Regions from separate parts of the Anser cygnoides genome. Here region 1 is linked to region 2. The links are chromatin contacts, called in public Hi-C maps. All regions are on one chromosome and are shown on one strand. Each heading gives the region's core, a stretch centred on a gene start, on an enhancer-like site or on the middle of the called end of the contact. The rest is flanking DNA. Distances are from core to core; before and after follow the strand shown. Region 1 overlaps CSRNP1 (cysteine and serine rich nuclear protein 1). Region 2 overlaps LOC136789998 (a long non-coding RNA gene).

The links. Hi-C and Micro-C count contacts between places; a contact is called where the count stands out from the background.
Region 1: a contact with region 2 is called in a Hi-C map of liver, with 8 times the contacts expected there. The contact joins two enhancer-like sites. A contact is called at or near these places in 5 of 7 Hi-C or Micro-C datasets (fetal liver, granulosa cells and liver).

What each region holds. Positions count from the first base shown.
Region 1 is chr2:6,079,875-6,086,790 of Taihu_goose_T2T_genome, reverse strand. CSRNP1 (cysteine and serine rich nuclear protein 1) reads right to left here. Exons shown (of 5, transcript XM_066991433.1): 5 at 6,353-6,916. Among named protein-coding and RNA genes, the nearest start is that of CSRNP1, 17 kb to the right of the region's middle. Within about 2 kb of position 1,375, at least 2 of the 3 cell types and tissues checked have open chromatin away from gene starts, as enhancers often do. A contact at or near this core is called in liver, where this site is marked.
Region 2 is chr2:5,809,855-5,816,480 of Taihu_goose_T2T_genome, reverse strand. It overlaps LOC136789998 (a long non-coding RNA gene), which reads right to left. Exons shown (of 4, transcript XR_010829040.1): 4 at 5,010-6,626. Among named protein-coding and RNA genes, the nearest start is that of XIRP1, 6.2 kb to the right of the region's middle. Within about 2 kb of position 2,185, at least 2 of the 3 cell types and tissues checked have open chromatin away from gene starts, as enhancers often do. A contact at or near this core is called in liver, where this site is marked.

The DNA.
Region 1 (6,916 bases), core at 126-2,625, 270 kb before region 2:
AGCGGGTCTGAGCTTTGCAGCGTCCTTGTAGATGGCATGCAGGCTGACCGGGGAGCAAAGACAGCTCCGATCCTAATCCTGTCATTCCTAAGTGGTTTGAACAACTTGGCTGAATATGTTCCCCTCCTTCCTTCGATCCAGGGGGACTCCGGGGGCCCTCTCAGCTGTTACAAAGACGGGCGCTGGCAAGTCCACCGGGTGGTCAGTGGTGGGTTAATTCCCTACTGTAACACCTGTAAGAAACCGACAGTCTTCACACGTGTGTCAGCCTATGCGGACTGGATATACACCAGTGAGTAACCCTGGCACATCTCCCTTAAAGGCAAGGAGAGCCATTGCAGAGGAGCTGGACCCTTCCACTTATTAAACCATTAGGAATCGAACTGGGAGGTCTGGGCAGGTCTAAAAGCAGGATATGCGGTGCTACGTTTGGTGCAAACAACTCTAAGGAAAGAGTTGTTGCCTTTGAGGTTGTTATTATTATTTATTTATTTTTTCTAGGTATTCTGGCTCTCTGCTGAATTCACCTCTTTCTTGTTTTCCAGACCATGAAGAATAACGGGGGTTATTAGAGAAGGATCAACTTGTGCATTAACCTGGGAAGAGCTGGAGCAAAATCCCCCTGCTCATCAACCCTCTTCTCATCCCTTCCACACTTTCTTGGGTTATTCGCCAGGTTTGGCTGAGATCATAATAATACATCAGTGATTTCACCCAGGGACTTTGATCCCCTGTTTCTGTGTGACTTCACCCCTCAGTGGATGGTCGGCGCAAGCCCACCTGGAGCGTACCAGATTTCCAAATAAAAGCTATGTTCCTGTTGGCAAACTGTGGGGTCGGTGAAGGGAGGCAGAAGAAAGCACAAGAAGGCAGTTTTTGTCTTTTGTTGAGCTACAAAACCATCTTTTAGGGGCATCCCTCAACCATCCTCTCCCTCGGGCATGAGGACGAGCATTTGGGAATGCAGGATTTGGGTTTCGCTCTTTTTCCGTTTCAACCCACTCGTGCCCTGCCTCTCCTAAGGGACAAAGCGGTATTTTTGCAAAATCCCAGCTCTTTGGGAGCGCTGTTTCTGCTCGCCAAAAGCCACTAGAGGGCATTGGCAAACCGGAGGAACCCTTGCCGCACTTCTCAGCGGCTCCTAGAGAAGTTTTGTGGGCTGCGCGTGATAAAATGGCATGGATACAGCCTTGCACTCTGTCCTTTGTGTTTGCTCGCAGCCACGCCGATAAACACCCGGGAGCTGGCTTTAGCTGCTCTTGCATAGAGGTCTGATTGGCAACCAGATAAGCCCTGCTTAAACCCCTTGGCGAGCACAAACTACAACGAAACCAGCAGTGTTTCTTCAAGGCTTGCAGAAGGGCTGGAGCCCCAGCTGCGTCCACAGCTCTCTGCTTTATCGGGCTGCCCTTGGCAATGCCTCCTCTGTGCTCAGTAGTTTGGCAGTTCTCCTCTCTGACACGGAAAAAAAAAAAAAAAAAGCCAAACAAACTAAGAAGCTTGCCTGCCCTTTAATATTACTGAATGGTTCTTGCTCCTTTTAAGACAGCACGTGTGATTTCTGCCACGATGGCAAGTTCAGCTTCTCCCTGAAGGAGCCTAAATCCATTAGACTTGCTCAGAGATGGGCTGACAGCTCTTGAATTTCACCTAGGAGCCAAGTGACAGCAGCCAGACGGTGGCTGAGATCTCGCCCTGACCGTATCTGATCGGAGGTCTTGGGGTATTATTTTTTTTCACTGGAGCCCCTCACACTGCTTCCAAAACCCACCTGGATGCTGGGAGGTGGAGGCGTGCAGTCCCTGCTGGCTTTGGGGTGCCTGATGCCTGGGGTCAGGTCTATCCCTGCATGCTCAGTCCATGGATGGATTTAGGGATGTCACAGGGGGCCCCAAATTCTCATCACCCTCCATCCAGCAGACTCAAGGACGGTTCTGCTCCTTGGGCTGAAAGCACTCCAGCACCACATTAACAATTCAGCCACATGTATGAGCAGCTTTCCGTGCTCGGTGCTATTCCTCGGCGGTGCTTAAGTGGCTAATAGACACAACCCCAAACATTCATATCCCGATATGACAGCAGACAAGGGCTCTCCCTGCTTTTTCCTGCAGCTGCACAAACTGTCCCTGCTCTCCAAGGAGCAGCTGCGGGTGTTGGAAACCTGCTGTCAGCCCGCTCTGAACTTTGTTCCTCTAATGCCTTCTCATGCAGCAGCCCGGAGGATAAACATCACGCCGCAGCCACAGGAGCAGGAGAACCACGTGTTGGAGACTGCTCAGGATCGTTATCCCGGCCCCGGTGCCAAGAAGAGCCTTTCTTTCCGGGTTCCTGTGACGGGAACAGCTTGTGCTGCTCAGCCCTGATTTATGACGCAGGGTATGAGGGTGGCGGCGGCCCGGCGGCACGCACACCGTGCTTCCCTCCTGCCCTCTCGGTCTCCAAGAGCCTTGTGGGAGTGGCTTGGTCCTGAGCACCCTGAGCAAAGCTGTAAATCCGACCTTGGGAGCACGTGGAAAACCCCGTGGGTTTTATTGCGTGAAGGTACCGAGCTTGACAGCGAGGTAATATCCGAGAGTACAGGGCAAACGCCGCTGGGCACAGCAATATAAGGCTCATATATAATGTTCCCAGCCTTGTCGTCAAAGCTGGGTGGTGAGGACGCAGCTAAAACCCACTAGATTTTGGGAAATTGGTGCACCCCACGTCCTGAGGTGGAGCAGAGAAAGCAGATACCCGTGGCTACTTCTGGAGTGGTCCCACCACGTGCAGGGTGCTCTGGAGAGGTACAAGACTGGCTACGACACCCGGAGCTGTTTGGTAGTGCTGTAAATGCTGTGAAACACAGCTCTGGGCTCACTGAAGGGATCGAACATGAGGGTCAGTGCCACCAGGGATGTCTGAGGACATTCCTCCCCGTCCTGCTGCTGCTTCAAAGGCGCACGGCTTTCCTGAGGCCCCGAGTCATCTCCACCAGCCCCATGGGGATGTCTCCATAGCCCTGAGCACCTCAGATGGCCCCAAACAACACGGCTGGAGAGAGCCTGCAGGACACACGGAGATACACTCAGCAATGGAGCCCTGCCATGCCACAACCAGATGGAGATGTTCAGGTTACGGACGTCTCATCCAAATAATTCTGTGATTCTATGCTTTGAATGGAAAAAGCCCTTAAAGACCACAAAGTTCTCATCTCTATTTACTCCAAAGAGTAACTTAACTCTCCTCCAGCTGTGGACACACGCACCAAGTGAGGGCATCCTCACCCATCCTCCAGACCCAGGCAGATCATTTAAGCCTTACTTTAATTTTTTAATACAAAAATCCAGTGAAATTCACTGCATCCTTTGTCTATCCGTGGAGGAGAAGTGCTTCTCCAAGCTGGAGCTCGAGCTGCTGCCCAGTAGATGGCAATGCTGCTGTTCGCTCCACAGCAGTCTCAGTGGTCTGAAGCAAACTGATGGAAATGCGTGGATCCAGCAGTATAAAAAAACTCCTAATAGTTGTAGCTGTGAAGGAGGAAAAGAGTTCTCTCTATTAACGGCTTATCTGAATTCTCTACTCCAGCCAGCCCTCTGACAAGAGACGAATTTTCACTGCTTTCTAGGGAGAAAACACTAGAGAGAAAACTCTGAAACCTTATACCTACTTACATTTCTTCTCTACATTTAACATCACCCATTTCCTGAGATGCTGAGGACTTGCAGCCCCTCCACAGACGGCTGGCCACAGAAGGGCCAGGATGAGAAGGATCAGAAATCAAAACAGGTTTTGTGCTCCTATGTAGTTTTGGTAAATTTGGTGGAGAGGACGCTTGTGGGATCCTTATGGAGAGATGAGGAGTTCTGTGATGCTGAATGTCAGTACCCCAAAAAATAAGGGATTACTACAGGACGTACATATTTTTTCTCATCCTGTGATGTTGACAGATTAATCTCAAACAGTCCATGGGAACGTGCCAATAATTGCCAGTTCTGCCGTGCCTTTTTTATAGGCAGGCCAAGGCAATCTCCACGTCTGAGTGAAAACCTCAGCGCCTGCAAACTTCTTCTCAACTCCATGGAAAAAAAAACACTTGCTCCTGTGGAGGACGGGCCTGATGCAGGGACAGAGGTCCTGAAGCCAGTGGGGACCCGAAGGCACCACCAAGGGTGCTTTTTGTTGCCTTTGCTGCAGACCTGGGACAACCCTACCCCTGGTGCCATGGTGGTTGGTAGAAACTAGTCTTTTCTTTCCATGACAGAGGAGCAAGGAGAAGAGGCATTTTATTGTTTATTTTTATTTTTTGGACCTTCAGAGCAGGCACAAGGCATTGGCATGCAGGAGCCGGCCCTGTGGAAATGCCCCTGCTGCGGCAGAGCCAACACCCCTGCACCCGCCCTGCCCTGCAGCTCCCGGCGTGGTTTTTCCCTGCGGGAGATAAAGTCCATTCCCTTTGACAATTTTATAGCCCTTCCCGCTAAGAACAGCTCCAGAGTGTCTCCTTCCTGCCCCGTGCCAGCTCTGGGCGAGAAATGAGTCAGGCTCTTTCCATAGGCTGCTCCACGACCCGGGGAGAAGCGCTTTCTGTCTGCTGGCCGCACGCAACCTTTAGCTCTTCTCGTAGGCACCGGTGCAACTCAAGAAAAAAAATGAAAGCAGGCGATGAGTAATTCCGTGCCTCCGGGTGTTACAAGCGATGGTGGCTATACAGAGGGGGAAAAAAAAAAAAAAAAGTCAATAAAGAGGCAATAAAGAGGGTGAGGAAGGTGGGGAGCACGCAGCCCGGGCTGGATGGGATTTATTGGGTTCATTAAAGGAGCACCACCGCCTGCTGCCACGCAGGGCATGGATCACAGCCCATGTGTCACCGGGTCTGGGCATGGATCATAGCCCGCGTGTCACTGGGTCTGGGCATGGGTCACAGCCCGTGTGTCACCGGTCTGGGCACGTGTGTCCCACGCTGAGCCCGAAGCCGGCTGGCCTCCACCCAGCCCTGCCGAGGAGGGAGGCTCGCACCACGGGAAGCTCCCGTGGGGGTAAAAAAGCAGGTGGGCTGCGGCGACATTAGCACCAAAAAAAAAAGAAAGAAAAAAAAATCTTGTCTATTATTTTGGCACGGCGAGGCTGAAAAGAAAAGCCAACAGATTTGTTTTCGAAAGGCAGGAGCAGCGAAGTGGCTGCTGCTTTAACGCCAGAGCCGAAGAAATTGGGGAAAATCCTGCGGGGTTTCCGCCGCATCACGCCCCGAGCAAGCCCAAACGCCTCCTGGCACGAGGAGCCTGCCACAAACCCGCTGCTCCTCCCGGCCGCAGATGCAGATGCTGGGTCGGGGAGGGGATGTGGCACCTCGGGGCTGTCCCCTCAGGGGTGGCCACCCTGCTGTTCCCCAGGGCATGGTGCCAAGCCATCGGCGTGACCCGAAAATGTGCAGGAGCTGAAACTGTGCATCGGGCTCTTCCTCCAGCCAGAGAACAATTAACGCAACTGGGAATTGTAGACATAATTGCCATTACGCCTATATCCCATAAATCCCATTATATATATAAAAATATAAATAAAACAAACAAACAAACACATCCTACATATCCTTTTGAATGGGAAAACCACAAGTCCTGCATGGGTTCATCAGTGCAAGCCGTGATGACAGTATTAAACACCTCTGCCATGGACTTTGGCCTTTTTTTTTTCCCCACCCAGTCTTGGTTTCTGAGGGACTTAAACATCAATGTCAGGTAAAAATAGGTATTTCCCAAACCAGCTTGTTCTCTGTGTTAATATCTCTGATTTACATTCACCGATGAATTTGGCCTTTCCACCAAGAAGCCAAAAGATGTTTTTTAACTCTGGGTGTGCTCCTAGATTTCCAACAGCAGGGCCTCCTCTTTGAGGGAAAACGGGCTTGCTTTGGGTTTTCCTTGATTGCCACCAGAATTAGTTCAAACAAGAGCAAACTGGGGTTTATTCCCCAGGTGATGTGCCTGATGCTGCTGGAGAAACCATTCCCACCAGCCTGGACCTCCTCCAGGTCAAAAACGTGGAGATGGCCTGGCACGGGGTGCCCCTCTGCGAGGAGATCCATCCCTGGGAGAAACCAGAGGGACTTTGGGGCACCCCTGGAGGCCACCTGGACGCCCCCCTTCCGAGGCTGCCACCATCTCACTCTTTGGGGTGGGAACCCTAAGGCGAGGAGACAGCCATTCAAAAACAGTCCCAAAAAAGTTAAAAAACAAACCGAAAACGGAACAGCTGTGACATGCAATACAGCACACGCCCCCCCCCCCCCCCCATCATCCAAGTTTTTGAGCCGCTCTATGGAATAAAAATTAATGCACATCTATGCTGAAGGAGCAAGAAGGGCAAAGCCACCGCCGTATTCAAACAAAATTCTTTTATTGAAAGTGTAATGGAAATTTCTTCATATTGCTTCGATGAAATGAGAGACAGCAGCTGTAGACAAATATGCTTTTTTTTCTTTTTTTTTTTAAACAAATGCAAATGGATAAGGTAAAAATAAAGCATTTTTTTTAACTTGTACCTTTAAGCAACGTAATCACAATATATACACAAACAAAGCTAAAATAAAGCTATGTTGAAACCAAAGCGTTTCAATCAATACATTAGATAATTACAGATTGTGTCAATAAATACCCAGTTTTTAAAATGTTTAACAGGTAACTTTTTACACAGATACAAAGAAGAAAAAAAAATTATATTATTTACAATTCAGTGCCTTGGAAAAAAAAAAAAAGAGAAAAAATCTTCTTTTTTTTTTGGCACTAACACAAATAAAATGAATAAATTATAGAAAAAAATCCACAAAGGCAGGAGTCAATCCCCGTCATTCATTAAAAAAAAACAAAACTGTGTATATATATATATAAAATATAAGTATATATTTTATATAAATATATATATATGCGGAGAAACCGAGGAATGT
Region 2 (6,626 bases), core at 936-3,435:
TCTCAGAGAGGAACTGAAGCCTGAGCAATCTGCGGTTTTGCATTTTGCTGGGGAGGGTGGAAGAAACATCTACCTACAAATACTCCCATGAAACCATCCCAGGCAATCATTCCCTTTTGTAGGGGAGAGCCTGTGAATGAACATGACCAGTCCGAAGGGATGCTGCAGTCCCCTATGGTGAGAATAAGAAGTCTTGTAAACGAAAGTTTGAAAAGCTTAAGTCTTTGCTGGAGAAAAAGCAGTTCGTGGGACAAGCAGAGCACCCAGGGTGAGGACAGCCACTTAGCATTTAGTTGCTTGGGTTTAGTTTGCATGCAGAAAATAAAGGCAGCTTTATTTTATTAATTTCTAGTCCTCCCCTTTCTGTCTTTCCTCCCACTTCAGGGGGGGGAAAGCCCATGTCCCCTTCCCCAGCATGGGCACGGGGGCCCTATGGCATGGCCAGGTGCCTCACTGGTGCCAGGAGAGGCACATTTGTGGGCACCAAATCCAGCTGGGTGATGGGGCAAAGCAGGTTTCAAGCAGCAGCATTTGGGGATTTGGTGGGGGATGAGTCACATCCTAAAGATGCACCACATAAAGCTGTGGGCACTGCAATGAGCCCGTGGAGGTGCAGGGTCTGTCTGGCCATGGTGGAGATGTCTGCGGGACGTTTCGTGCCGGTTTGGAATAAGAGCTTCCTGGGGAAGCTGTCATCGGAGCATTGCCAGAGGACCTCTCTGCTCCCTGGGGAGCTGGGCCAAGCCTGAGTGCAATGCCAATGCAGGAAACATGGAGCCACTGTGATCCCTTGGCTTGCTCCACGAGTGTTCAGCTCGTTTGTAAGGTCCCTGCTGCAGAAATACCAGAGGGTGTCTGGTACGGGACAGAGCCTGGGGGCAGGTAAGGAAACATGAGCAGAAAACACCAGTTTGTTAAAGCAAAGGCCATTTCTGGGAAGGGCTGGCTGCAAGGACAGTCTTGGCTTGAAAGCTTGTTTTAGATGTCCCACATGATGAAAACATTTCTTTGGCATCTTAAAAGTGTCGTGGGACCTGAGTCCTCGTTCCCCGACCCGGTGTCTAAATGGCATTGCACAATCCAATAAACCTTGGTGGTAGAAGGTCAGGGAGTTTTCCACCCACAGACCTCAGGTCCTATAGGCTGTGCTGGTGCTATTCTCAGAATCAGACCCTAAAATATCAGAATGAGGGCCACTGTGTTCCTGGCAAGGTCCAAGACCAAGCAAAAGCTGGAGATGCCCTCAGATGTTTCTCCTCCCCTGGGCCCTACAACTTTGCCCATGTCACTTCTCTGCAACCCAACCTCCACCTGAACCTGAGACTGTGGAGTCTGAAGAACTTCTACTTTGGGATTATTTTTCTTTCCTTAAGAAAGCTGGAGGCCAGCCAACCTTTTGAAGTGGAAATTACTAAATTTCTTTCCACGGTATTTCCAACCCACACAAAATCCAGCCGTTAACAGAGGTCTCCCGAGAAAAGCCAGTCTCCCAGGCTTTCCACCTTGATACCCAAAATGAGTAAATAGGAAAAACGACATGGCAGTATTTAGCAGGGAGCATTCAAAGGGACTGTGCAGCCTCACCCAGCCAGTTTTGCACCCGTTTTCCTGTGCACTATGCTCCCAGGAGGCACAGGATCGCACATGTGAGCTCCCAGCCCAGCACATGTCAGTGCTGTGGAAGCTCATTAAAATGGACCGAGCGATGTGCCAGCTGCAAACGCAAAGACAGGTCTTTTCAAATAAGCCCCATTAGTTCCACATGTGCGTTTGATAGATAATTTTTTGGTTACTTAACATGAAACCAATAATTATGGAAATGACTGCGATGATCCAGATACTTCTCCATAAGAAACAGACGGAGAGTAGAGGGAAGGCAATGTGAGAGACTTCGCAAGGGATTTTTCCTCCTCCAGTGCACCCATCCTCAACAAACTGCTGGTGCAGAGCCCTGCCCAGCAGACGAAAAGAAAGAAATCAGCTCTGCCAGCACCGGCTCCCTGCATGGTGCCTTCAGCTACAGGATTACACCCCTCGCTGCGCTGCCACACACACAGCCCTGCCGCCACATGGGGCACACAGCTGTCCTTGGCCCCCCAAAATGGGATGAACAAGCTGGGGAGAGTGCAAAATGTGGCTCTTTCCTCCGCTGCTTGTAGCCGGTTGTGAGTTCCCTGACAGGGGATCAAATCTGGAGAAGACGCACATTGCAACCAGCATTTTCCAGAAAACCTTTTATGCATCAGTCTGTTTATAACTAATAGCAGATTGCTATCCCTAACCCACATTGATTTATTCCTTCTCATGCTCGCTCGCACCCTGCACCATCCCCACACATGGGTGTCTGACACACAGGGCACAAATGCGCATGCAGCAATGCCACCCAGAGCAGCCAGAAAGGGCTGGGCACATGGGGGGAAAGAAAGAAGAGCACAGACATTTTATTGTGGGAATACAGCTATCAAAACAACATTATACAACTGCAAAGAAAAAAAAAAAAAAGTTTTTTTTAAAAAAAAAGAAAAAAAAAAAGGTGGTTATATAAACTGTGTTCCCTGTCTGGTCAGCACAAATCTCATGTGGGCTTAGGTCAGTCCATTTGACACAGCTAGAAATAATTGTCTGCGTTAACCATTAATAGGTCCCTGATCAAAGTTCCCTACTATCTGTCTCTGTCCCCTGCCTGTGCTCCCTCTGCCTGCCTCTCGTGGCTGCCCGCCTGCTGCCTACCCTGCTGTGCCCGTGCTGGAGAGCTCGGTGCCTTGGCAGGGATGCTACACCGACCACACTTCCATCCTGCACGTCCTGCTCTGCCCCATCCGGCCACATCAAGCACCCTCAGAGTTCCCACAGAGTGGTTGACCATGGCAAGCAAAGCCAAAAGCACGGGGGAACACGCCAAGAACGGGTCTTGCAGCACCTCCCTTACCATCTCCCCCACCTGGGTGACCACAGAATCACAGAACAGTTTGGGTTGGAAGGGAGGTTGTCTATTAACCTCTGGAGGTTGTCTATAAACTGCTGAAGCTCAAAAATGACGTCCTGCCAAAGCTCCCAGTCTCTACAAAGACATCTTCCAGGTGCTTGCATGAAGGAAGATTGCAAACCCCAAGAGTTTTCAACAGTAATGAGCCTCCTTTTTATTTTCCTTCCTTGGTTGTGGAAGGAAAAGGTGTTTGGGGAACTGGTACCCAATGGAACTGGTGCCCTTCATCCTCTAACCAGTCACCCCACTGTTGTGATTTGGGACCTGAAAGCAAGTCAACCCAATTCCAGAGCTTTTTCAGCAGAGTAGTTCTAACCGGGCAGACGTTTCTCTCCCTCTTCTTTCAGCACCAGCTACTGCATTTCCAAAAGGGATACAAGAGTCACGACTTGTTTTCTTCCAAGCCCACCCATCCTGCTTTCAGAGGACATGGGACCCACCTCTCGCAGAAACTACTCGGTGTGAACAATTCGTTCCCATCTTCCCACAGATGCCTGCCAAGAGAGCAAACCCAGCGCACAGCTAACACCAAAGACTAAAATCACCGCGCTGAGCCAGGCCCCCAGCAGAGACAGTAGCTGAAGAACCAGCCTAAGGCACCGTAATCCTGGCAAAAACAGTTTCAAAATACACTTTATCTAGCGAGTGTGCCTGGGAGCTATGCAGAGAATTATTTTGTGCAGCCTTTTTATGGAGAGAGGAACTGGATAGTGGTAGTCCCTGAAATAATTCACGGGTCTTTTAGCAGCCTCCATTACTCACTATTGGATGGACAGCAATGTTCATTGTTTCATGCTGTCAGTCCACTCCTTCTTCCCTAATTAAATACCTAACAAGGAAGCATCACAGCTTCAAAGCCTTGCTTTGCCCATGCAACTAAAAACCCATCCAACATCCATCAGATTTGTCCCTTGAAAGCCCAGCAGCTTATAAAGTCACTGGTATTTTCCCATCAGGGTTCAGGGCATCCTGCACAGTCCTCCAAGAACTGAATCTTGTTCAGTGGAAAATAAGCAGGTCAGGAAGACCCAGGGAGTGCAGGAGGAGGGTGAAGGTTTCGAGCCTGGTACACATCTGAATTTGTACAGAGCTGGGGGTGTGCTCTAGGCTGGTCCTTAGGTGCTGCTGCAACAAATGCATCTGAGATCATAAGCACCTACCGCATGAAATCAGACTCACCATACGTGCAAGGTAGAGAATAAAAGTGTTAATGTTTCTCAGTTGATTTTAAGTGCTGGAATAAGAGCTCAATAAAGAGTTTTCTACTTGTTCCAGTAAGATTTGAATCAGAGCACACAGAAAAGTACAAGTTATTATTCATAAATTAATGACAGAGGTGGTCGGTCCGTATATCTAGCTGTCTGTGTTGCCCTAACTCACCCCTGGTATCAAAGGTTTCTTGCTTAGCTTAGGCTTTTCTGGGTAAATGATTTTCCAGCTTTTGATGTTAAATGCAGCCCCTCTCGTTCATTATAAACCAACACACTATTATCTGCTCTTATTCACGCACTGCCTTTGTTGCTTGGTCAACCTTCCAGCATGCGCAGGATAAACGCCCAGAAAGAACTTCATGGAAAACCATGTATTGTCAGGTGCCAGAGCAGTCCTGTTAGTGGGCACGATGCTTTTTGAGGGGTTACCTTTGCTAAACTCTGACTTTGATCAGACTTAGACGGTGCGTAAATTGGATCCCCACAAACAGTACTGCCCTTCCCTGCCCCTAATAGTGAAATATTTCAATTCATTGCATCCGGACCCTCTCTCCCTGAAGTCCTGACCACCTCATTTTTGCCAGGAGGAGCAGTGCATGCCCTAGAGCTGTTAACAGTCTGGAGAGATGCCCTCTCTTACGGCTCAGGGAAAACTTCCCCAGCAAAGTCACAGGCATTTGGGACCACAAGATGCACTGAAAAACCTCCCTAGTTTGGAGGATGAATGTATGGCCTTTGCCAGAAACATCCATTTAAAAATCCCCATGCTGAGGAGCTCATTTATGCTCCACCTTAGACAAGGATTCCAGCAGATTTACACCCAAATCAGAACCTAGCTGTGGGTCTAGATGGCTATTCATGCCCCAGCTGGGCTCTGAATTTACTTGGTGGTTTTATAGGGAAGGATGAGACCTTAATAATTGGCAACAGGCAGACAGGAGCAAGGAGGAGGCTTCATCTCCTCCGCTCTTCAGTGCCAGCTCTCCAATTCACACCAGCTCCAATCACACATCAGCTTTTAATATTTAATTGCAGCTTTGCTGAGGGACTTTGCCTCCTGTCTTGTAAAGGAGGGGATGAAGAAGGAGTCAGAAGCGTGGTACTGAAGAGCCCCAAGGAGACTATCAAATGGCAGATCTCAGGTGGAGGAAAGCACTCTAGCATGTAAGTGATTTTACACAAAAAAACCCTCCCAGATCAGAGGAGATGGAATGAATTAATATCAGTAAACCCTTGGTGACTGGGGGGTGCTGTGCTGGTTGTGGGAACAGTTCAGGGTGGGCTGAGAAGAGTACTTCCATTTACTGTGCCTACTGTATTAAAGAAAAGGGGGGCATAAATGAAAAATCAGGGAACACTTCCCTTCTAATGGGTTTATTCTGCCATGAAGTAAATCCCCCAGGGGCTCTTCACGTGGAGTTGTTTAACATTAGACAGAACCGCAAGAATGGGGAATGATTCCTGGACTGTGGGAGGTGGGTGTCTGTGATCTAATAAAGCTGTCTCTTCTCTAACATTGTGTGAAATGACCTGGGGAAAAAATAAATAAATAAAAGGAGGGAAAAAAATGGATTTTCTAAAGCAAATACAGAGAAATATGCCTCCCTCTCTCTGGTCTTGATTTCAGATATGTTAAAGAGGGGAGGCAGTGATTCATAAGCTGCTGAATGTCACCCCAACCCCCCAGAAAAAAAGTGACCATATCTGCAAGTGCAATAGAAATCATTTATGAAACATACTATACAAGCAACACAGCTTTTAAAACAAGTATTTTCAAAATCTCAGTACAAGTATCTCATAATCCCATAGTTTGGATGTCTGTGTCAGTAATTAAAGAGCAATTACGTATAACTTGTAGGTCCCTTGAGCTCTATCTAAATTCAGAAAATGAGCCCCAGATGACCTAATGTACTTCCACGTGTCAGATCAGTCATCACAAATCCACTGCCTGAGACTTCTGCTGTGCCTTTCTGAAGCCTGGAATACAAGAACATTTTTGGCAGAAGAGGGCAAGAGGTGCTTAATCCTCCAGTTACTGCTTAATTCAGAGCTGATTCATGTCTACACAACACTGGAGACATTAAATATATATATATATATCCATTTATGATGCATACACATAATTTCCATCAAATTACTTTAAATGATTTAAAGCTGAACCTTTTTCTGGTTCTTTCCCCTTCTCTGTCACAAAGCTGGACTGGGTGACCAAGGAGAATAAGAAAATTGATGGGCAGAGGTGGAAAAGACCCATTCCCTGCATTAGGAGTAATTTGACTTAAAATGCGTCTTCTTAACCCTATTTTATTTTTTTGAAAGTGAATTTATGTGCTGAGGTTTGCTGATGTGTCAGTGAAGATGGAGTTTGTTCCATGGCCTTCTACTGCTTTCCTGATCCCATGAGTGGAGAAGGATGCACCAGGGGTTGT